Regions from separate parts of the Ovis aries genome. Here region 2 is linked to region 1. Evidence: chromatin contacts called from public Hi-C data. All regions are on one chromosome and are shown on one strand. The core of a region is the stretch at or near the end of the contact, and the rest is flanking DNA. Distances in the headings are between cores, read along the strand shown. Region 1 overlaps LOC132657574 (a long non-coding RNA gene). Region 2 overlaps TOP1 (DNA topoisomerase I).

What was found. Hi-C and Micro-C count contacts between places; a contact is called where the count stands out from the background.
Region 2: a Hi-C map of tail adipose tissue shows a contact between it and region 1, with 6 times the contacts expected there. The contact joins two enhancer-like sites. A contact is called at or near these places in 12 of 16 Hi-C or Micro-C datasets (blood, hypothalamus, liver and 6 more).

What each region holds. Positions count from the first base shown.
Region 1 is chr13:69,655,919-69,660,671 of ARS-UI_Ramb_v3.0, forward strand. The region is part of intron 1 of LOC132657574 (a long non-coding RNA gene); the gene reads right to left. Among named protein-coding and RNA genes, the nearest start is that of TOP1, 27 kb to the right of the region's middle. Within about 2 kb of position 2,258, at least 2 of the 54 cell types and tissues checked have an H3K27ac peak or open chromatin away from gene starts, as enhancers often do. A contact at or near this core is called in tail adipose tissue, where this site is marked.
Region 2 is chr13:69,745,724-69,750,598 of ARS-UI_Ramb_v3.0, forward strand. It overlaps TOP1 (DNA topoisomerase I), which reads left to right. Exons shown (of 21, transcript XM_027977194.3): 9 at 920-1,035; 10 at 4,308-4,429. Among named protein-coding and RNA genes, the nearest start is that of PLCG1, 36 kb to the right of the region's middle. Within about 2 kb of position 2,733, at least 7 of the 54 cell types and tissues checked have an H3K27ac peak or open chromatin away from gene starts, as enhancers often do. A contact at or near this core is called in tail adipose tissue, where this site is marked.

The DNA of each region.
Region 1 (4,753 bases), core at 1,008-3,507:
CTGGTAGAGGTTTACTGTCGACGCTGCTGCTGCTGAGTCGCTTCAGTCGTGTCTGACTCTGCGACCCCACAGACGGCAGCCCACCAGGCTCCTCCGCCATCCCTGGGATTCTTCAGGCAAGAACGCTGGAGTGGGCTGCCGTTTCCTTCTCCAATGCATGAAAGTGAAAAGTGAAAGTGAAGTCGCTTGGTCATGCCCGACTCTCAGCGATCCCATGGACTGCAGCCTACCAGCTCCTCCGTCCATGGGATTTTCCAGGCAAGAGTACTGGAGTGGAGTGCCATTGCCTAAATTCAGGTTAAATGCAGTCAAGTGGGGACTTCCCTGGTGGTCCTGTGATTAAGAGTTCACTTGCCAATGGAGGAGACACGGCTTCAATCTCTGGTCAGGGAAGATCCCACATGCCTGAGAGCGACTAAGCCAGACTAGTGAAATCCGTGTGCCTAGAGGCAGCACTCCGCAAGATAAGTTACGGCAATGAAGGGTAGCCTCCGCTCGCTGCAACTAGAGAAAGCCCACGTGCAGCAACAAAGACCCAGAGCAGCCAAAAATAAATAAGTAAATGCAGTCAAGTGACGGTTTCCTTCTTCTTTTTCCTCGGAATACATGCAAATCCATATCCTTTATTGAATCTCTTCTTTGAGCTCCAAACTTCATCTCTGGATTCTACTATTCCTACATCTCCCGCAGGGGCAAGTGAAGCAGGCATAGAATCTCTTCTCAAAGACTCATTCCAGCATCTAGTGTTACATACCATCCTCCCTGCCCACATACTCCTGCACTTCCCACCCCTTATAACATTTACTGAACACCTCCTTTGGGCCAGGCATATTCTAAGCACTTTAAACCTTTAGCCTGTTTAGTCTTCCCAAAAACTCTCTGAGGGAAATGCTGTTAATATTCTCATTCTGCAGATGAGAAACTGGAGCACAGAGAGGTCCTCTGAAAAAGCTCACACAGAAGGTATTCTTCGGCTAGAACTTCAAAAGCCAGTACTACATAGGATTGCATCCCCCAGCAATCCTACTTCTAGGAATCCATCCCAAAAATATGCTGCCGAAAGCCTGACAGTAATTACGCACAAGACTTTTTGTTATTATACTCTTTGTAATAGCAGATGGCTGGAAACTCCCCAAACGTCCCTCAACAGGGGGTTAAGTGAAAATATCGTGGTACATTTACCTGATGCAGTACTATGCAGCTGTGAAAAGGGAATGAGTTGTCTCTACACATTATAATAGGGTGAATTTCAGAATATATCATTAAAGGCTTAGAGACATATTGTTAAAGACAGGCTGAGAACTTCAGAACATATTTACAGAAAGAAGTGAATGCAGTATGCTATCAGTTATTTAAGAAAGAGGGGATATAAATATATATACACATATATGCTTATATTTCTTAAAATCAAAGAAGAGAGAATCTCCTGGCAGTCGAGTCATACAGGCTCCATGCTTACACTGCTGTGGGTCCAGTTTTAGTCCTTGGCCAGGGAACTAAGATCCCACAAGGCTCGTGGTGCAATCAAAAAATTAATTAGTTAAAAATTAAAGAAGAAAACAAACAAACAAAAAACACTTTAACAAACAATTACCTCTCAAAAGAAATACATATGGCATGCTACCAGCTATGTAAGAAAGAGGATATAGGTACACATATACACTTACAGTCTTTAAAATTAAAGGAGGAAGTACAAAAATAAAAATTTTTAAAAATGAATACCTATGACAGAGGGAAAGACCAGAGTGGAGGGAATAGATATAGACTCTAGACTTACCTGAGTATACTTTATTTTGAAGATTTGGCTGTAGAACTATATCACTCTTCTACATAATTATTAAAGCAAAACTGAATTTCAAACAAAGTAATCCCTAAAACTTAAAATCAAAATGAAACAGATGTATCAAACTAGGAATTAAATTGATAGTGGAATCACTCACAGAAGAATCATTTCAAATAATTTTGATATGTTAATTTGACTATACATTCTTGGATTATGCATAAATTTAGTGTTATTGCCATTAGAAACCCAGACTCTCAGTATAAGGGAAAAGAAATATAAATATAAAACTGAGCAAGTTAAGCAAAGACTCTGTAATCTAAATTAAATTTGAATTTATCAGTGTGAACTCAAGACCTCTTAAATTTTTTTTATCTCTATCCACTGAAAAGACCTGGAAACAATTACCAATGGAGTAGCTATGAGCATGCCTAGAGGAAAGATTGTGAAAGATCTAAATATCATTTCCCAAGAATCAAGGCTCTTTGGAGAAATGGCCAATTCCAGATCTGGTGCAAAAAAAAAAGTGTACAGGATGATCCCAGAACATCTTGCTATTCCAGAAAGCAAATAAGCTAGAAGGTCATGTCAAAAGGACTCAGAATCAATTTGAAGAGATTCTGTCTGGCTAAAGATGAGACAATTTGAGTATGAATAAGGTTTAAAATCAACACATTTAAAGTCCTTAAGTTCATAATGATACACACAAAAAAAGAAGAAAATCTCGTTGGATTCTCTTTGAGCATGTTAGGGAAGCAAGTCAACATTTTGAAAGTTGGTAAATAAAAAGAAAGAATCAGTATTTTTTTTTCTACTTTTCCTGTATGAACTGAATCTCATTGTAATCAACTAGTTCGTTAGAGGAAGTTTCTATCGATAGATGTATTTCTGCTAATAGGTGAAAAAAAAATTAAGAATTAGAGTTTTAGACTTCCCTGGTGGTCCAGTGATTGACTCTGTGTTTCCACTTCAGGGTGCTTGGGTTCAATCCGTGGTTGGGGAACTAAGATCCCGCATGCCACATGGTATAAACAAAAAAAAATTGTTTTTTAATTAGAATTTTGCATTTGGGGTTTTGCAGCCTTCAACAACCAAAACAATAGGTTGAGGCCATGATCATCAATGGCTCGGAATGTCACTGAAAGAGAGATAAATACATATTCATGGTGTGCTTCCTGGTGGAGGTGTGCAGCATCACCTGTGAGGTATTCCTGCTAAAAAAACATCTAACCTGACTCTGTTAAGATACTAGTCACATCATATAAAGGGATACATTAAATGACACCACAGGGACGCGATCAGCAAAACCCACACTGTAGAAAAGTCTACGAGACAAATACTTCATTTCTTCAATAAATAGATTGAAGAAAAAGGGGTTATCTCTCCAAGTCCTATTTTACTTCCCACTCTTACACAAAAATAGAGAGACATTGGAAGAGCCCATACATTGAAAGAGTCTTAAGAGACATATCATTCAATGCAATCTACAGACCTTGTTTGGATCTTGATCAAACAAATACATCATATGTTTTCAAATAACACGGCAATTGGACATATTTGAACCCTGAAGGGATACTTGACAGTGTTAAGAATGTGTTGTTGATTTTGTAGGTGCAATAATGGTATTACAGTTACATGCTGAAAGTTCTTATCTTTAAAGAGACACAAGGAAATGTTTACAGATGAAATGATATATACAGTAGGTGATATTTGCATAAACTCATACAATGGAGGAGGGGGAGAGGTGGGCATATAGGAAGTTCACCCATGAGTTAGTAACTGTTGAAGCTGGGTGATGGGTATGCGGAGGTTCATTACTTTATTCTATTTTTGTATACACTTAAAATTTTCTATAATAGGCACTTCCCTGGTGGTCCAGTGGCTAAGACTCTACTCTTCCAATGCCGGGGGGCCTGGGTTTGATCCCTGGTCGGGGAACTAGATCCCACAAGCCACAACTAAAGAGCTTGCATGCCACAACGAAGATCCTCCAACTAAGACCCGGCACAGCCAAATTGATAAATAAATATATATTCTTAAATTTCTATAATAAAAAATCTTGAGGAAAAAAAGCTAACACTAATTGTTTTGTAGTGTTTCTGCATTTCTGCTACAAAAACCACCTCTGAGGCCAAAGGTACTCGTCTGAACCTGAGAAACATAATGGGTTATAAGGCTGTGAAGAAGGAGGAGGAGGAGGAAGAGAAGGAGGGGGAGGGCAGAGGAGGAGAAGAAGGAAAGAAATACATTGATTAATGCTTCAGTCTATTTTTTTTTAATTGGGGAGAAGTTTACATGACATTACATGAGCTACTTCAAAGTGTAAGTTCACTCAGTACTTTCATCATGCTGAACACCCGTCATCTCTGTCAAGTTCCAAAACATTTCCACTCCCCCAAAATGATCCCCGCCCCCGACCCCGGCCCAGCCCTCTCCTGGACACCACCTGTCTGCTTTCAGTCTCTATGGATTTGCCTGTTCTGGATATTTCATATACATGGAATCAGAGAACAGTTTCATTTCAAACTGTGTTCAACCACATGTGTACTGACCTCTATTGTGTACCAGGCACCAGCTCAGCTCTAGAGATAAGATGATGAAGATGGATACATGACCCCAACCTTCATGGGGCATGAGACCATTGTGCAAACAAATACAATTAACTCTCTAATTACAAATGTGCAAATGCTGCAGAATTGAAAAACTGAATCTCCAAGGAAGGTAAAACAAAGGAGTGGGCCGTGAGGATCTGATCTGGTGAATGAGGGAGGGCTTCTCTGAAGAGGTGACATTTTAACTGAGCCCTGGGGAATTCCCTGGCTGTCCAGTGGTTAGGACTCTGCCCTTTCACTACTGAGGGCCTGGGTTCCGCTCCTGGTCAGGGAACTAAGATCCCACAAGCTGTGCGCCGTGGCCAAGAAAATATTTAAAATGTAAATAAAGTGAGCCCTACAGAATGACCAGGGATGGATG
Region 2 (4,875 bases), core at 1,483-3,982, 90 kb after region 1:
TTATTCTAAACAGATGATTCGTCATGAAAAGATCTAGAAACTGGGGAATTTGTTGATGGGGTTAAGTGTGATTAAGTACATGTTTTTCCTAACTTTTTTGATGAACTGTTGATGGGAGCCAAAAGGCCAGCGACTGTTATTTTTATTTCTGTACTAGTAGTTGTTGATCCAGTGATATCAGTGTGTGTCATAGGATACGTTCTTTCTCTTTAAACTGAGGTTTAGTGTTGAGTGAATCTCTTAATTTGCTTAAATGCTTAAGTTATCATGAGCCCTTCGGATGAACATGATGGAATTAGGAGGAATTATAAAAAGCTGGAATCTTAATTTTAAAACACTGGAGTTGGGAATTCCCTGGCAGTCCAGTAGTTAGGACTCCAAACTTTCACTGCCTGGGAAATCTCACGGACAGAGGAACCTGGTGGATTACAGTTCATGGGGTCACATCGGGTCCGACATGACTTGGTGACTAAAGCACCACCACTGCCACTTTCTCAAAGGGTGGTTTTCCCTGTACCTTCACCCAATATCTCCATTCCCAGGAGGCCTTTTCCTTTGTATCAGTGTATAAAATAGTGTCTCCATCATGTACACGATTGTGGCTTACTTTTACACCATTGTGATAAAACAGCTGTGATCATTGCTAAATAATGAGCTCATATACTCAATTTCTTTGAACTAAACTGTTGAAATGTGTTTTCCTCCATTCACCTGAGTAATCCATCATCTTTGTTGTAAGCGTTAGTTTTTTCAAAGTGAAGGATGCTAGTGTTTTTTGATGCAGATCTTGAATGTGGTAACCAGAGTCATTCCAGAGCACCAATCAGTTGAGCAGATAATTATTTTGGTATTTAATCGGTGATGATCTCAATATCAGGTAAAGTGATCACTAAATGAGGTTGTACTTTGTCTTTTAAAGGTGGGAAGAAGAACGCTATCCTGAAGGCATCAAATGGAAATTCCTAGAACATAAAGGTCCTGTATTCGCTCCACCATATGAACCTCTTCCAGAGAATGTCAAGTTTTACTATGATGGTGAGTTGTTCCAAGGTTGTCCAGTTCTTGGCCAAGCAAAGAGTATGTTCTATTTAGGAATAGAAAGTGGGGAAGCATCTTGTTCTGTATTATCCTTTTTGTTTATTTCACTTTGTTCTCATGTCATTGTATGGTTTCGGGAAAGGGCCATCAGGCATTAATCCTTAAAACCTCATTTGGTACAGGAAAAATTCCGTGAGAAAGGAGCTGTCTTATCTCCCTTGTTTCCCTTTGAGTCGTGGTCTCAAAAAGGTCCAGCTACATAGGTCGCAGCCAGCCCTTGGTCCACAAGCTGAATGTTTTTATCTGAGTGACATTTCTAAGGAGCTACTCGAGTTCTTAGAAAAGACTTACTTCAATGGTAGTATTTTATTTTAGTGATATAATGCAAGCTCACAAGCTACTCACTGCTAGAAATAGAATTAGTGCTTGGTTGAGGACTAATTAATTAGCCTGCCATCAACCTCTAGGTAGGGCTGGTAGGTGTCTATCACTCTATGGCATAACACTGTGCAGTTGTCCTTTGTGCAGTCAAGTGTGATGAGCTGCTCTGAGGAAATATCCTGCCTAGTTCTTTGAGAACACCCTTAGACCTCTGTCCTTGGGTTGAAAATTTTGAGAGTAGTCCTTGATGCTCCCTTATTGGCGTAAAGCAGTATACAGATGGTAATTCTCAACTTATTTCCCTTATTCCAAGGGTTTTCTCCAGAAATACTCAACTGATTTCCCTCATTCCAAGGATTTTCTCCAGAAATAACCAGAGTATTATTCCTCAAACTCTCATGTGCTTTAGATTTACCAGGTGGATCTGGGCTCATTTAATTGATATTGAGTGATCATGGGTGCTTCTGAACCAAGTGGTCTGCTGACCAAACTTTGAGAAACTAAGCCAGGAAAACTGCTGAAAAGCACGCCTCTGTCCACCAGCAGTGGTTTCGGGCCATGGATGCTTAAAGGTCAAGGGGTAGTAGTTTATACTGAAAGGCTGGGTCTTGCAAATGAAGAACATGTCAAACTGGAATTTGTCGTTTTAAACTGTATTTATTCAACGTGCTATATTCAGACACCAAGACCTAGCAGTGGACAATACTGACGAATCTCTGGTCTCATGGAATGTGTGATCTCACAGGATTTTATAGCCTCATTCTGACCTGTAGTTGACTGGAGAGCATGGGACAGAATTCTACTGTTAGCCCTCATAGTGGTCATTCTGGAGACTCTGCAATGTAACTCAAAGCCAAATCTCCAATGATGAGAAAGAGCCTTAGCTAATCATAAAAGCGCAGATATTCTATAGCCCTAGTATAGGTTTACCTTTAGAGTTGAACTTTAGGAGACTCAGTTGGTGAAGCCTAACTTTGAGGTCCAAAGTGATGTGAAGGAAAGCTGGGTTCCTTTCTTTAGCCTTTGGGTTTCCCTTACTTTCAGAAATGGGAAGCCAAGGCTTGAACTAATCATTACGGGTCACCCTGGTCCCTTCTACATTCTTGCCCTACCGGAGCTCCAGCTCCAGGGCTCTCACATTTTCTCATTTGGTCTTTCTCGAATTTCTTCCCTTTGATTAGGTAAACTCCCACACTGCAGTAAGTCAAAAAGTTGTATTTGACTTACTACCAAGTTGATAACTGTCAGTCCTGCCTACTCTCTAGGGAAGAGACTTCTCAGACTCCTTAAGTGCCTGCCAAGGAGGAGGGGCACGGGCTGGCCGAAGCAATGAATGACCTCTGAGAACCTCCAGTTTTCAGCTCTGACTCAGCAGTTTCTTATTCCTGGAACTCAGCCATTCCTACAAAGCACTACTCTTGCCAGGAACCTCTAAGTCATCCTCCTACCGTTCTACTGCTGGGAGCTGTCATTTCATCTTTTGGCAGCTCATCTAAACAGGAGGTGTCACAATTGCTTTCTCTATTGGGACAGAATTCAGCAGAATTTCCCAGAGTATACCAAATGTATGGGAGAATAGCTTACATTCTTTCTTGCCTTTTATTTCATTTGTATTATTCTTAGTGACTTACTGGTTTCCTTTATATCGGAAGCGTGTTACATCTTAACTGGCAACACTGGTTCAGACTTGAGTGAATTCTGAAGTGCAGGAACCTCTTGAAAAGCCAGCCTGTCCTTCTCAAGCTGTGTTGTCTTTGGAAGGAGCTAGAAGGTTTAGAGGGGAAGTGGTGCCACCTGTTGGCCTTTTAAAGTTATAGATTTCAAGCAGGTTCTTTCTGTCTACCCTGAAAATTTCAGTTTAGAGCTGCAGTTCCCTGTACCGTCCCTGCAATCGGGGATGAAACTGTCTAACCATCATGAGATGAGATATCTTCTGAGTTTTGAAATACATGGAATTTGGGTTAAGTTTTAGTTTTCTGTAATAAATGTGAAAATCCTTGGTGAATTACTAGTATCTATGTAACAGGTAAGGCAGTGGAAAAATGTGTATAATGCCACGAACCCCTGTCATCCCTGTGTTCTGGATGAGTCCTATTTCCCTGAAAGAGGCAACTTTATAATAATGCCTGTGTTCCAGGGCATTTCAAACTCTGGTGTGTACACTAGCCACCTGGGGGTCTCATTAGAATGTACGTTCTTGGTTCAGTCGGTCTGGGGTGGGGCCTGAGATTCTGCATTTCTGCCAGACTCATGTGATGTCAGTACTGCTGGTCCATGAACCATACATTGAGAAGCAAAGTTCTAGAGGAAGGTCTTACTTAAATTTTTTCATATGGGATATCTGGGCTTGCCTGCTATGAATATATATTTTTTTAATTCATATTCCACCCACCTAACTTTGAAGAAGAAAGATGCCTATTTCTTTTCCCCACAATTCCTTTCTTCCACTCCCTGTCCTATCCCTTCCTCCCCTTCTTGAACAGAAGCTGTTTAGCTTAGCAGTGGCAGGAGTCCCTCTGAGGATTTGATTTTTAAAAACCATTGAAGAGGTGTAAAGGACCCTGCTTGCTGAAAGGAAAAGGAAGAGTGACTGGGCCTCCCCCAGGTCATCCCTGTCCTGAGCAGGCTCCTGGGAACAATTTACTGGCATAGTCTCCAGAGAATGACCCAGGTAAATATCTACTAAAGAGAAGGAAAATTCATACAAGTAGATGTTAATCGATAATACTGTTTTTGTTGTTGTTGTTACCACACGTCACCAGACCTTTATATATATACCTTCAGAAGGTAAATAAACCATTATGAAAGAAGATGTCTCCAGAACCTCAGTGTTTAACCTCAGAACATGAATACAGCACCTCATTTTTTGGAACCACTTTTGTCTCTAGGTAAAGTCATGAAGCTGAGCCCCAAAGCGGAAGAAGTAGCTACGTTCTTTGCAAAAATGCTCGACCATGAATATACTACTAAGGAAATATTTAGGAAAAATTTCTTTAAAGACTGGAGAAAGGTATTGTAGCCCATGTATTAATATCCTAGCCCCTTAACAAAAACACTGATCTCTACTACTAAGTAATAAATGATAATTTAACCAAAAGAATTCCCTGATATACAATTTGAGTTTTATGAATTTTATTATATTGAAAGTTGGGGTTCCCCCCCTGTTCATTTACTGTATTATATAGGTTTTCTATCCAATAAGAATAACTGTGTTTCTTTTCCTCTTGGCTCTCCTGCAGCTGTAGCCGGGAGAGTTTATCAGATAGGTCAAACAGAAACCTCAGCTCCAGTTGAGCAAAGGAAAGTTTGTCTCTCGGGACTGCCCACTGTCTGCTATTACAAAGAAACATGCATTAGCATTGTCCTGTTCCCTTTTGATTCATGCTCTTTAGCTTTAGGTACTTTCTGCTCTTAACACCACATATCCTTTGTCTGCTGAGGTGATTTTAAACAATT